Regions from separate parts of the Ovis aries genome. Here region 1 is linked to region 2. A link is a contact called in public Hi-C data. All regions are on one chromosome and are shown on one strand. The core of a region is the stretch at or near the end of the contact, and the rest is flanking DNA. Distances in the headings are between cores, read along the strand shown.

Region 1 (6,901 bases), core at 4,280-6,779, 210 kb after region 2:
CCAGAGGAGCCTGCGTCTGCAGGGAGCCTGGCCTGACACTTCAGAGCCAGCTGCCTGGACCCACCCATCGGAGAACTGCAAACTGCTTAGCTGGCAGCCCCTGGGAAAGAATTCAGAAACACCGCACCCTCTTACACGTTCAAAAATTGACATCGACGATGTCGAAGCCAAAGTGGGGGCACAGGGTTTACTTTTCAGAGCATGTTAAATGTTGACACTGTAAGCTTGAGCTGTTTGATCACTCCACGGTACACATCCCTTGAAGCTGAAGAGCGTAGTGGCCCCGTGTACACTCGTGTAGACAGCGCACAAACCAGCTCCTCTGTATTAATGAGGATTCGTGTCAGTTTCTCTGAAACTTGTCTTCAGTTCGACTCCTCTCACAAAGTTTTAGCCCAGCGTAATTTATTCTTGGGGCTTCCCTGGTGGCTCAGTGGTAAAGAACCCACCTGCCAATGCAGGAGACGCAGGTTTGATCCCTGGGTCAGGAAGATCCCCTGGAGAAGGAAATGGCACCCCACTCCAGATCTCTTGCCTGGAGAATCCCATGGACAGAGGAGCCTGGTGGGCTGCAGTCCATGGGGTCGCAGAGTCAGACACCACTTAGCGACTGAACAACAACATACACTTTAAAAATATATATATTTATTCAACTTTGCTGGTCCTTAGCTGTGGCATGTGGGATCTGGTTCCCTGACCAGGGATTGAACCTGGGCCCCTTGCATTGGGAGTGCAGCGTCTTAACCACTGGACCCCCAGGGAAGTCCTCAACAGTATATTCTCATGCCTGAAAGTCACTTACTGATCATACCATCTTCTCTGTGACAACTATGGATGTAAACCGGTTTTAAATTTTTAAAAATTTTCTGTGCTTCTAAGTTACTAAGTGCAAACTGTTATTCTGCAAAGGTATGATTACAAATACTAGTATGTGACTGATCAAAACTATAAATATGTTTTGATAGATACTGATGACACAAAGTATTATTTCACATGACATTTGTAATGGTTTAACTGGATTTCCCATCTTGTGTACCAGTGGAGAAGTATCTACAGCTCCATCTCTTCTTCATTCTTATTTTTACGTCTGTAAGCACTCAGAAATCTTGTCACATAAATAAGGAACAGAAAAGGAAGGAGTCCTGGAGGAACGTTAACCATGTTCCCTCCGTTTGCGTTTTACACCAGAAGTCAATAGTAATCCATCAGAAAGAGTTATTTTTTGTTGCCACCTGGTGACGGGCATTATTATGTGTGCATGATTCCATTTTTCTTAATAAAAGTTAAAGACATGATTACTCTCTGTTAGTTGACAAAAGGATTGGGTTCTCCTGCCATTTTGCTGCAAGCAAGAAATGGAAGCCACTGGACCGGCCAAAGGATTTATCTCCCAGTGCTGGTAGCCCTTAGAGCCCTTCTCCCTCTCCAGACCCAGCACAGGACTTCCCCTGGCCTTGCCAGCTGGGGGCATTTGCCATTGTTTCCCAAAGCAAGAAGCTGTTTCCTTCAAGGAGTCATTTGAAACCCTTGGTGAATGGCTGGGGAGCAGCCCTTGGCCAAAGGACCTGAACAAATGGGTTCAGGCCAGGAAGAATGAAAAAGAAAGACTCCATCTCAGGCTGTAAGTGCATTCTCTGGCCCACTCCACCTCTCCCACACACCCTGCCCAGAATCTGCTACCTTTCAGTAGAGAAGACCTGAGTGGGACCTGCCCCGGGGACGTCTGGTTGAGGAGGGTGAGGCTGGAACTCCTCACATGCATCTTTTTCAAATACTTCAGCCTGAGAAGGCTTAGTTGAATACATTTCATTTAACATAAAAACAAACAACTAAATGTGATCCAGGATTTGGAATGCAGATGGGGTATGGGAATGCTATAAAAGGCCTCGTTGGGACAACTGGCAATATTTGAACAATATTTTGCCGAGTACATAAGTCTTGCATCACCGTTACATCGCCTGATCTTGAAAGCCCTACTGCGGTTGTGTAATAGGATGTCCTTGTTCTTGGGAAACACACACTGAAGGATTTAGGGTTCAAGGGGCAGCACGTCTGCAATTTACTCTCCCCATGCTGGGGGGGAACTTGAATATACATAGAGGGGGGTCCGAATGCTAACACTTGATGAATCTTAGTTAAGAAAGTCCTAGAGTCCTCTGTGCTAGTCTCAGAATTTTTCCGTAACTTCCAAAACGATTCCGGAAAAGACTCTGGCGCTTCAAGCCCGGTCTCTGTCGCCGCCTAGCGGCTACTGAGGGGATCGCACCCTCCCTGGCGGAGACATTTAAACTCCCGGCCTCCGGCAGCGGCTCCCGGCGGATCAGAGATTCCCGCCCAGGGCATCCATCCCTGGCTGGGCAGGTTTGATTTTCCATTCCTAGGTCCATCCGCCATCTGTGAACCATTGCAGGCGCCTTTCTTGTGCAACCAAGGTGAGGTCACGGTAATGTTGGTTGGAGAGGAGTCAGTTTCAGAGCGTCTTCCAACCCAGATGCTTTCTGCAACCAGGGAAAGCCAGGCCGGGAGAGGGCACGCCGTCGTCGAGCATAGCTGGAAACGAAGCCTTCCTGACCTCTATTCTCAGCAAACTGCCGGCCCGTCTCTTCATCGAGTTTGACTCAGATGCAGCCCCTAAAGTCTGGGCTCCCACGAGTCGGCTCTCTGACTTCACTCCCTCCCACCAGGCGCCTCCGCCAGCCGGCCTCGTACCGGGGTCTCGGTCCACACGGCTCCTCTGCCCCGACTGCGCCCCACCCCGTCCCCCCGGGCTGCCTCTTCCTCCCGTGCTTTCTGCCAGGACGTCACCTGCCCAGAGCCTCCGGTGACCACCCCTCTCGCTGAGCCTTCCCTCACCGGTCTCCCAGCTTGTGCAACCGTGCAGTCACCTACTTGTCGTCTAAACGATGCTCTGCGCCCCCTCTGCCCCCGCCCCACACTGGAATGGGAGCCCCCTGCAGACGAGACCCTCTCTGGTTTCCCTCGTTCAAAGCGGGGGCGCTGGCAAGGACAGCGAGGTTTGCCCCATCTCCCCGATTCCCCAGCTTTGCAGCCACGTGACCCTCGGCGAGGGAATGTCTCCTGCCACCCCACCCACCCACCCACCCGCCAGCGGCGTCTGTGATTTCGGAGGGGCCCAAAGCCCCAAGGGGAAGGGGGAGCGGGTGGCTGAGTGACCTCTGGGGACGGCGCGGCGGGGCGCGCGGGGCTCGGTCCCCGGCGCTGGCCTCCCTCCTGCAAACGAGGAGGGGAGGGCACGGGCAAGGGGAGGCGCCACTGCGCGACCCGGGGGACCCCCAGCCCCGGGCCCGCGGAGGGTCCCACCCCCGGGACAATGCGGGGCGGGGCCGGAGCGGACGTGCGGACAATGGCCCTCGCCCACCCGGCGCCGCTTCCGGCCTTTCCCAGCCCCGGCGGGCGGGAGGGGGCACCGGGGAGGCCTGCGCGGCTCTCGGGCCCACGCGTCCCGGCCCAGGAGGGACTAGGCCGCACCCGCGCGTGGAGCCTTCCGCGGCCCGCGCGACTGCGGCGCCCTAGGAGATGAGTACCCCCCTGCCCCGTCCCGCAAGTGGCCGACAAGGGGAGTGGTGGCTTTAAAAAAATAAAGGTTTTGCTTTGTTTTTTTATTATCGAGATGTAATTTAGCTAGAGGGAAATGGACAGATGTCAAACATGAATGTTTACAGGGTTATACCCTGGAGAAGGAAATGGCCACCTAGCCCAGTATTCTTGCCTGGGAAATCCCATGGACAGAGGAGGCTGAGGGGACTACAGTCCATGGGGCCCCAAAGAGAATGAGCGACTGAAAAACTAAAACTATCCTTATTCATGAGGGCTCCACCTTCACGACTACTCACGCTGCGAAAGATCCCCCCTCCTAATGCAATCACATTGTGGATTAGGACTTAACAGATGAATTTGAGAGGGGTCGGCGTTTGACCCACAGCAGAGCTGCCGGAAGAGCCATTGAAAAACAAATGAGGAAAGAGGGGAATGAACACAGGTGCTGTCTAGAAGCCCAGGATGTGGGAGGCAGGCAGCAATCTCATGCATCCTGCAGGCAGGCAGGCCCTGCTCAGGCCATGCTGCGGAGCCACCTCCTGAACCTGGGCAGCACCTGGAGGCCCCGCCCTGCCTCCCTTGTGCTCTGAGTTTTGGAAGATGGGGAGGTGGGGCTAGGAGGGGCCTGTCTCCCAGTGTTCAGCAGGTCTTCGTTGCACATGTGCTGTGTGCGGGCCACTCTGGCACAAAGTGCCAGCCACTGCCCTGGTGGAGGTACCAGTCCGACAGGAGAGGTGGCTGACAGCCCCGATGAGCCGATGAGCCGGGAGCGCCCCTGTGGAGGGGGCCGTGGCAGCAGACATTCGAGTGATGAGAAGGCAGCAGCCCCGGGGAAAGGGCGTAAGAGGCAGAGGGAACAGCAAGGGCCAAGGCTGGGGGCTGAGAGCATGCCAGGTGGACTGAAGAGAGAGCGCGGGGGCAGCAGGAGGGGCCAGGACCGGCCAGGGCACCAGGGGAGAGGGCACCTTGGTTGGCTTCGGGGGCAGAGACAGAGTACCACCTCATGGCAACAGAAATTTCTTTTCCTGCAGTTCTGGAGGCTGGAGTGCTTCCCTGATGTCTCACACAGAAAACCATCTGCCTGCAACTGGACCCCTGGGTCAGGAGGATCCCGTGGAGAAGGGAATGGCTTACCTACGCCAGTATCCTTGCCTGGGAAAGCCCATGGGCAGAGGAGCCTGGCGGGCTACAGCCCATGGGGTCGCAAAGAGCCCCACCGGGCTCACTGGAGGCCACAAGTCCAAGGTCAAGGCGTCAGCGGGTTTGCCTTCCCCTGACGTCTCTCTCCTTGGCCTGCAGATGGCCCCCTTATCACTCTGTGCGGAGACTTGTCTGTGCCCCAATCTCTTCTTATAAGGACACTGGTCCCGTTGGCCTGGGGCCCACCCATATGACCTCAACTTAATCACCCCCTTCAAAGGCCCTGTCTCCAAATCCAGTCACATTCCGAGGTGCTGGGGGGTGGGACTTGAGGATGTGAATCTGGGGACACAATTCAGCCCCTGACAGATGGCTTTTGCTCTCGGGGAGGTGGGGGCCTGGCTGAGTGTTGTGCGAGAAGAGACAAGATCTGATTTGCATATTAATAAGGATCCCTCTGGCGCCAAGGCAGGCAGGGAATAGACTGGGTGGGGGGGAGGAGGATGGGAGGACTGAGACCAGTGAGGTGGCTACTGCCCAGTCCAGGCTGGAAGCTGGTGGCCGGACCTGGGTGGCATGGTGGGTGGGGAGCAGTAGCCAGACTCTTTGTTCCAGGGTGCGGGGCCAGGAGGTTTTCCCAAAGGACGTAGCTGGGAGGGTGCAGCAGAGGAGGGGTGGGGGTGGGGCTCTGGCTTCCTTATCCAGCAGGTGCCTACTGTGTGCAGCCCTGCCCCCGAGGAGAGGAGAGGCAGGCGAGGCCCTGGGCCTGCTGACTCCAGCTGACTTCTCCTCCTCTGGCACTTCCTTCCCAGCTCCTGGCTGTGGATCCTGACCCCCCCACTTGGACAAACATCTTGCGGCCGTTTCCTCCTCGCCTGCCTGGAGCCCCGGCCCGGCCTGAACAAACACTCGGGACCTGTGCTTCCGGCCTCAGCTCTGGGAAAAGCCCGGCCAGGGGCCGCTGAGGTCAGCCCTGGAGGGAAGTGGGAAGCGGGGCGCCGGGTCCCCCACATGGGGCCCGGCGTGGCCGGCCTTGGGCGCGTCCTGTGCTTCATTGACCCCATCCATAAAATGGGCCTAATCACGCCCACCTCAGAGGCCCCTAGGGAGACAAGATGCACCCTCTGGGCCTGGCACGAGACAGGGACACTGCCCACGGGGCCGTGAGAGGCCTGGGATGGCGGGAGGCTCCAGGGGACTCCCCCGAGGGACCACAGTGCCAGGAGAGGCCAGACTTAACCCTCCTCCTGTGGCCTCCCACTTCTTGTTCCCATTTCCGAAAAGTGTCCCACCAGGCTGCCGCTCCAGTCCTGGTCCCGACAGAGCCTCCCGTGTGTCACTATCAGAGTTTAGGAGCCAGGCCGGGGGTGCGGCAGGAGTGGACAGACAACTCTTGACAATGCAAATAGGCGAAGATGGCTGATTGTGAGGAGCGAGCTTCCCGTTGCTGGACGTATGAGCAGAGCCAGCCGGAAGTGCAGGACGCAACCCCTGCCAATACTTACTCCTCCGTACCTGCTCCTAGTGCCCCGTGGACTGGGGGCAAGCTAGTGCGTTCTGAGGGTCACAAAGATCCAGATTCCAATCCCAGCTCCGCTGTATGCCCAGCCCCTCAGTTTTATGGGTGTGAAGGGGTCTCAGTGAACTGGCCAGGGAAGGCAACCGGCCCCCACGGTTCTCACCCCACTGAGGGGCTGGCGGAGGCTCAGGTCCAAGGGGCGCGGGGTCTCTGCAGGGGATGGGGGTGGCGCCTCTTCCACTCAACCCCCTACTTGAAGGCTTTGCCAGAGAAAGCCTCCCAGCTGGGGTTTGATTTTGATTTTATTTTTGTTTTTCAGGCAGGATCTGGGAGTGGAAACAATGGAATTAATGTCTGTAAGGGTTTTGGTGGGGTGTTTTTTTCTTTTTCTTTTTCTTTTTTTTTTCCTTTGGAGCAGTTTTTCCTCATCTGCGGGGTTGGATTCCCACCTCAACTTCCGGTCTTTGGAGGAGCCGCTGGCAGGAGAGGATGGGCGTGGGCGCGGGGTGGGGGGCGGTCAGGAAGGGGAGAGCTGGGTGGCGGGGCGAGGAGGAAGGCAGGGCTCCTTCTCGCCCCTGGGTCTTTGCATCGGCTGTGCCCCCTCACCTCAGCCCCTGCCCCTGTTGGTAGCCTGGTGCCTCCTCCAGGAAGCCCTCCCTGACCTCCACCACCCAGGCTAAACAA
Region 2 (6,670 bases), core at 3,562-6,061:
CTCTCATTGTTTCATTAGGAGCAGTGTGTTTAATTTAGATAAATGTACTGCTGGGCAAAGAACTGCTGAGTGGGTGGGGGTGAGGGTTGGGGCTAGAGGTTGGCGAGTGGTGGGGCTCTTTGGCTTCCACCGACTTTGTCCATCACCACCTCTTCCCACTTCCCAGTGCTATCTGCAAACTGGCGCTCTGCAAACTCCGTGAGCCTCTGACCGGGTAGGTCCAGGGTGTGCCCCAGGTGACTTGGACATAGCTGGGCCAGGAACATGCTTAGGAAGAACTGGTAAAGAAGGAGCTGAGGCTGAGGTCACAAAGGCCCTTGAATGCCACTTCAAACAGTACACACAACTCCAGCCTACTTGTTCGGTACCGGCTGGATGTCAGGACAATACTTAATTTGAAAGGAGGGGTTTGGAAGCAGAGCTGACCAGCTCTGGTGCTTGTCTTGCCAAAATACCTGTTCATCCACACCTGCTCAGGGTCAGGCCTTGTTTTGAGGACCGTAACAGCGACAGACATGGGAATAGGAGCCTGAACTGTGACAGAGAGCTGCTCCTAGCCAGGGATATGCAAGGATTAATTAGCTCTGCTTCCCAGAATTGGGGTCTTTTGGGCTGGGCCTTGAAGGATGAATAGGAGCTCACCAGGGGGAAGCCAGCAGAGTGGGAGGATGGGGTGAAGAGAGGCAGTTGGGCTTCTTTTCCCACAGGGTCTAGTTTATTCCTGGGTAGGGGCCCATGTCCTGCCCCTCCTTCATAGAGCCCCATGGTGGCCAAGGTGACCCTGGTTTCCAAGGCTCCCTGGACTCAGCATCTCCATGCACTTTCCCCCACCCCCCATACACATCTAAAGGTGCTACCTCGAGTCACCTGGCAGGGTGGGAACGTCCGGGTGACAGTCTTCCTCACCGTCACAAAGTTAAGAGTCCCAGCTACCGCAGAGCCCTGTGAACGGACTTGCTTCGGCTTTATAATTATTTTTTTCATCTCTGGGCCTATTATTCTCACATTTAATTAATGTTCTGCTTGACTAATAAGATATTGAAAAAAAAGCAGCTGGGATTGCCAGCTGGAATAATTGCACATCTTGGGAAGGAGGGGGAGAGCCTTGGTAGGGCTGGAAGTCTTGAGATGGAGGCAATTAGACCTCCAGGAGGCTCAGCTTCAGAGAAACCCAGCAGATGAGCCCGCTCCCCTCTGCACCTTCGCCCTGGCTGCCCCCGCCCCCCACAAGGGTTTGTCACTTCAGAATGTGACTACCTCAATGGTCTCTTCACCCTGCCACCTCCCAGGGCGGCTGGGGCAGTGGTCCTCAAAACCGATGCTGGGAAAGATTGAAGGTAAAAGGAGAAGGTGGCAGAGGATGGCATCACCTACTCAATGGACAAGAGTTTGAGCAAACTCCAAGAGATGGTGAAGGACAGGAGTGCCTGGCGTGCTGCAGTCAGTCCATGGGGTCACGAAGAGTCAGGCATGGCTGAACAACAACAGAGACTCCCAGGGTGTGTGTGTAAAATGCAGGCTTCTCCCCCGCTCTGAGAAGCAGGTGAGTGCAAGCCCAGGAACCTGTATTTGAGCACAGCCAGTCCAAGTGCTTCAGTTACAGGCTGAACTCAGACAAAGTCTAGGAAATCATGATTTGGAGATGCTCCCTTCTCCTCTTTTATGAAAGGGGCACAATCGTGGCACTGTTAAAAGAGTCAGGGTCCCGCCTGGCCACTCTAAGGAATGCTGCAGTCCATGGGGTTGCAAAGAGTCGGACACTCAATAAAGTCATGGTCATTATCCTTGGTTCTGCAGGGGCTGTGTCTGGTCCCCTGCTGTCCCCAGTGCCCAGGGGAGTGTTTGGCTCTGAGAAGGTGATCAATAGCATCAGGAGAGCAGTTTTCTCCGGGCGGCAGTTTCAGGAGGCAGAGTGGAGGGCGAGGAGCTGAAGTTCCTGCTGGACCCTCCTGTGTTGTTTGAATGTTTTAACATGTACAGGTAAGACTTTTCTAAATTCTCAAACTTGTTAAACTGTATATTAATTTGTTAAATGTCTCAAATAACCTTTTTGAGGTTTTGGGTGGAGAACGTGTTCTCTTCCTAAGGCTTTTTGATTAAGAGCAAAGAGTGCAAAATCTGATTCCTTGTAGCCTGTGGAAATTCCATTCAATCCATGTGGTCTGCACCCAGAGAAACGCTGGTTTGCAGGATCTTCAGGGCTGGAGACTCCCAAGAGTCACTTGGACAGCAAGAAGATCAGACCAGTCCCTGGAAGGACTGATGCTGACGCTGAAGCTCCAATATTTTGGCCACCTGATGCGAAGAGCCTTTTCATTGGAAAAGACCCTGATGCAGGGAAAGACTGAGGGCAGGAGGAAAAGGGAGCAGCAGAGGATGAGGTGGTCGGATGGCATCACTGACTCAATGGACATGAGTCTGAGCAAGCTCCAGGAGATCGTGAAGGACAGGGAAGCCTGGTGTGCTGCCGTCCATGGGGTTGCAAAGAGTCAAACACGACTGATCGACAAAACAACTACGGGGCTGGAAGCAGGTATCTGACACCCTCTGCAGAGAAACTTGAGATCCCTCCGTCTTCTGCACCTGCCCCATCCCCCACCACAGTCTAGTTGCTGATGTTCAGTGTAGGGAGCTTGGTAAAGCTGGTTTATGGATTGAAAAGGCTGGCATAAAACTCAACATTCAAAAAATGAAGATCGTGGCATCCCGTCCCAACCCTTCATGGCAAACAGATGGGGAAACAGTGGAAACAGTGACAGACTTTATTTTCTTAGGCTCCAAAATCACTGCAGATGGTGATTGTAGCCATGAAATTAAAAGACACTTGCTCCTTGGAAGAAAAACTATGACCAACCTAGACAGCATATTAAAAAGCAGAGACATTACTTTGCTGACAAAGGTCCATATAGTCAAAACTATGGTTTTTCCAGTAGTCATATATGGATGTGAGAGATGGACTATAAAGAAAGCTAAGCGCCAAAGAATTGATGCTTTTGAACTGTGATGTTGGAGAAGACTGTTGAGAGTCCCTTGGACTGCAAGGAGATCAAACCAGTCAATCCTAAAGGAAATCAGTCCTGAATATTCATTGAAAAGACTGATGCTGAAGCTGAAGCTCCAATACTTTGGCCACCTGACATGAAGAACCAACTCATTGGAAAAGACCCTAATGCTGGGAAAGATTGAGGGCAGGACGAGAAGGGACGACAGACAAAGATGGTTGGATGACATCACCGACTCAATGGACTTGAGTTTGGATGAGTTCCGGGAGTTGGTGATGGACAGGGAGGCCTGGCATGCTGCAGTCCATGGGGTTGCAAAGAGTCGGACACAACTGAGTGACTGAACTGAACTGATGGATTGAAAAAGGCACTGAGGGGGCTTCCCTGGTGGTCTAGTGGCTGAGACTTCTTGCTCCCAAAGCAGGGGGCACGGGTTCGATCCCTGGTCAGGGAACTAGATCCCACATGTTGCAACTAAGACCCCGCTCAGGCAAATAGATAAGTTTTTTTAAAAAGTACACTGAGGCCCAGAGAGGGGCAAGGACCTCCCCCAAGCAGAGGGAGTGGTTAAGGCCCAGACTGGGAACCAGAACTGCCTTATTTAAGAAGCCAAATCGGGGACTTCCCTGCTGGCCCAGTGGCTAAGGCTCTGTCCTCCCAATGCAGGGGCCCTGGGTTTGATCCCTGCCCAGGGAACTAGATCCCACATCTAATGAGTTTTCATGTTGAAACTAAGACCTAGCTCAGTCAAATAAATAAATACAAGGAAAATACATATTTTAAAAAAGAAGAAGAAGACAAAGCAGCTGTTTCCTGGACAGCTGTATGGCCTGGGGCAAGCGCCTGCATCCTCCAGGGGCCTTTTATGAAAGGGGCTGTTCATCCTTATCTCAGAGTCCATTCAGAAAGGGGCTTAGCACCGCCTCTGACCCCTGTGAACCCCCTGTACCTGGAAACTACTAGTGATGTCACACTTATCAACACCCTTGTCTTTGAGAGGCCTCCCGGGAGCCACTGGCCCCACTTTTGATCTGAGTGAAACTGGAGTTGTCACTGCGCTTCTCTGGGCTGTGGCTGTTGTTGTTCAGACGCTAAGTTGTGCCTGACTCTTTGCGACCCCATGCACTGCAGCACACCAGGCCTCCCTGTCCTTCACCATCTCCCCGTTTGCGCAGACTCATGCCCACTGAGTCAGTGATGCCATCCAACCATCTCGTCCTCTGCCGTCCCCTTCTCCTCCCACCTTTAATCTTTCCCGGCATGAGTGTGTGTGTGCTAGTCGCTCAGTCGTGTCCAACGCTTTGCGACCCTGTGGACTGTAGCCTGCCAGGCTCCTTTGTCCATGGGATTCTCCAGGCAAGAGTACTGGAGTGGGCTGCCATTTCCTTCTCCAGATCAGCATCAGGGTCTTTTCTAATGAGTCGGCTCTTCGCATCAGGTGGCCAAAGGATTGGAGCTTCAGCTTCAGTCCTCATGACGGATCTACAAGATGGGGACGGGCACAATAACCATCCTCACAGATAACCGTCCTCACGGGGCTGTTGTGAGCTGATATTTGTGAAGCAATGAGGACAGCACCCTTCACAGAGTGGGCCCGCGTGGCAATCAGCCGTGGGATGAGAGGCCTGCTGAGCCCCGGGAATGGAGCGTGCCTGCTCGCCTCCCTCCTCGGCCCGTCCCTCTGGAAGTCCCGCTCGGAGCTGTCTGCGTAATGAATGTACCTCTCAGCCAAGCACGGCTGAGACCACACAGCTCTGACGAACGAGGCTTTGGCGACAGCACCACCATCTATGCAATTAAGCAGCTCCATGGCGCCGGGGAGCTGAGTGACAGGCCACCAGGATGGCCTCTGCTGAGACTGGAGTCAGTGTGCAGGGGCTGAAACCCCCACCCTGCCACTCCACCTGGGGCCAGAGTATCCTGGGCTAGGAAGTCCCCCTCCTTCCGGGAGGGCTGCATACGACCCACGTGTTTCCTGATAGTGCTGGTGTGACACCGGAGCTGACATTTAATAAGCATTTAGACAGAGCATTTCATGTTCAATCATAAGTACAGTGATGACTCCTTTAATAGACAAGAAACCTGGGGCCCGGAGAGGCAGAGGAACTGACCCAAGGCCACCCAGCTGGGCTTCAAGCCCAGTCTGTCTGTTCCAAGACATCTCTCTGAAAGATTGCCGCGCTGCCTCCCATGCGTTACTTGGGTAAGTTCCTGGCTGGGCCTCAGTTTCCCCATCTGCAAAATGGTCCCAGAGGACTGAAGTGGATGACCTCCAAGGGCTCATTCTGCAGTGGTGTTTGTGGTGAATTAAGTCATCTGAGGGCTTTTCTGAATCAGCCAGGAGGCTGAGCAGAGGCCCGTCTTTGAGACAGAGACTGAGCTGCTTCTCAGAGACTGGCATGTCCACCATGGCCCAAGAGGTAATTAATAATATGCTAGCTGGTAGGCTGCCGTCTATGGGGTCGCACAGAGTCGGACACGACTGAAGCGACTTAGCAGCAGCAGCAGCAGCATTTCCCAAGAACTTGCCACGCATCAGACACAGGTCTAAGAACGTAAACGATTTTAATCCTCACCTTTCCCTAACGTACACAGTCTACGCAATGCAGGGAACCAGGGTTCGAACCCAGGGTCGGGAAGATCCCCTGGAGAAGGAAATGGCAACCCACTCCAGCATCCTTGCCTAGGAAATCCCAGGGACAGAGGAGCCTGGCGGGCTACAGTCCATGGGGCCACAAAAAGTCGGAGACGATTTGCTGCCTAAATCACCACCACACAGGTTACAAGCCCTGTTTTCTAAGTGAAGGGACTGAGGCACAGAGAGGCTGGACAGCTTGCCTGTCCAGAAGCTGCGGATACCCCACCCAGCTCCCCTCTCCGGGCTGAGGCACCCACCTCCCGGCTGCCGTGAGTGTTGCCCGCTAAAGAGCATAGCTGCCCCCTTCTCCTGACAATTGTCCTTGGCCCATGGGAGCCGCCTCATCTGCAAAGCCCTCCCATAGGGCACAACTCTTGGGCAATGTAGACATGCAGGCTGGCTCATCACCCCAACAACGAAGCTGTCATGGGATGAGCTATATCTCCCTGAAAATCTATATCGAAGTCCTAAGCCTCAGTATCTCAGAAAGGTGAAAGGTGAAGGTGAAGTCGCTCAGTCGTGTCGGACTCTTTGCGACCCCGTGGACTGTAGCCTACCAGGCTCCTCCATCCATGGGATTCTCCAGGCAAGAATACTGGAGTGGGTTGCCATTTCCTTCTCCAGCAGTATCTCAGAATGTGACTTTATTCGGAAACAGTCATCGCAGATGTAATTAGCTAAGGTGAAGTCGTAGGGTGTGTCCTTAAGCCCACGCAATTACTGTTCTTATTAGAAGGGGAGAAAAGACACAGAGATGGAAACACACGGGGAGACGGCTCGATGACCCGGAGGCAGACATCAGAGTGATGCCCTCCTAAGCCAAGTCATAACCAGAGCGGGGTGGGGGGCAGGGCTGGTGGATGAGGGGTCTGGATCAACAGGATATGAGCAAGACAGGGGGTGGGGGTGGCTCTGGAGGAAATGAAAAAGCCCACAGATGGAGCTGATTGTAGGGAAATGAAGGGGGAGCCTCGGGGTCCCGGGGGACGTGACAGTCCCCATGGTGAGGTGGCAGCTGCTGAGAGTCCCT

Evidence for each region. Hi-C and Micro-C count contacts between places; a contact is called where the count stands out from the background.
Region 1: a Hi-C map of tail adipose tissue shows a contact between it and region 2, with 7 times the contacts expected there. The contact joins the enhancer-like site here to the promoter of TRH in region 2. A contact is called at or near these places in 13 of 16 Hi-C or Micro-C datasets (blood, hypothalamus, liver and 7 more).

The regions. Positions count from the first base shown.
Region 1 is chr19:56,063,137-56,070,037 of ARS-UI_Ramb_v3.0, forward strand. It overlaps LOC121817270 (a long non-coding RNA gene), which reads right to left. Exons shown (of 5, transcript XR_006057108.2): 5 at 6,502-6,901. TRNAG-CCC (transfer RNA glycine (anticodon CCC)) reads right to left here and starts at 762; the gene lies at 690-762. Within about 2 kb of position 5,530, at least 5 of the 54 cell types and tissues checked have an H3K27ac peak or open chromatin away from gene starts, as enhancers often do.
Region 2 is chr19:55,857,864-55,864,533 of ARS-UI_Ramb_v3.0, forward strand. It overlaps TRH (thyrotropin releasing hormone), which reads right to left and starts at 4,812. Exons shown (of 6, transcript XM_012100221.4): 1 at 4,537-4,812; 2 at 135-278. The coding sequence starts at 4,812.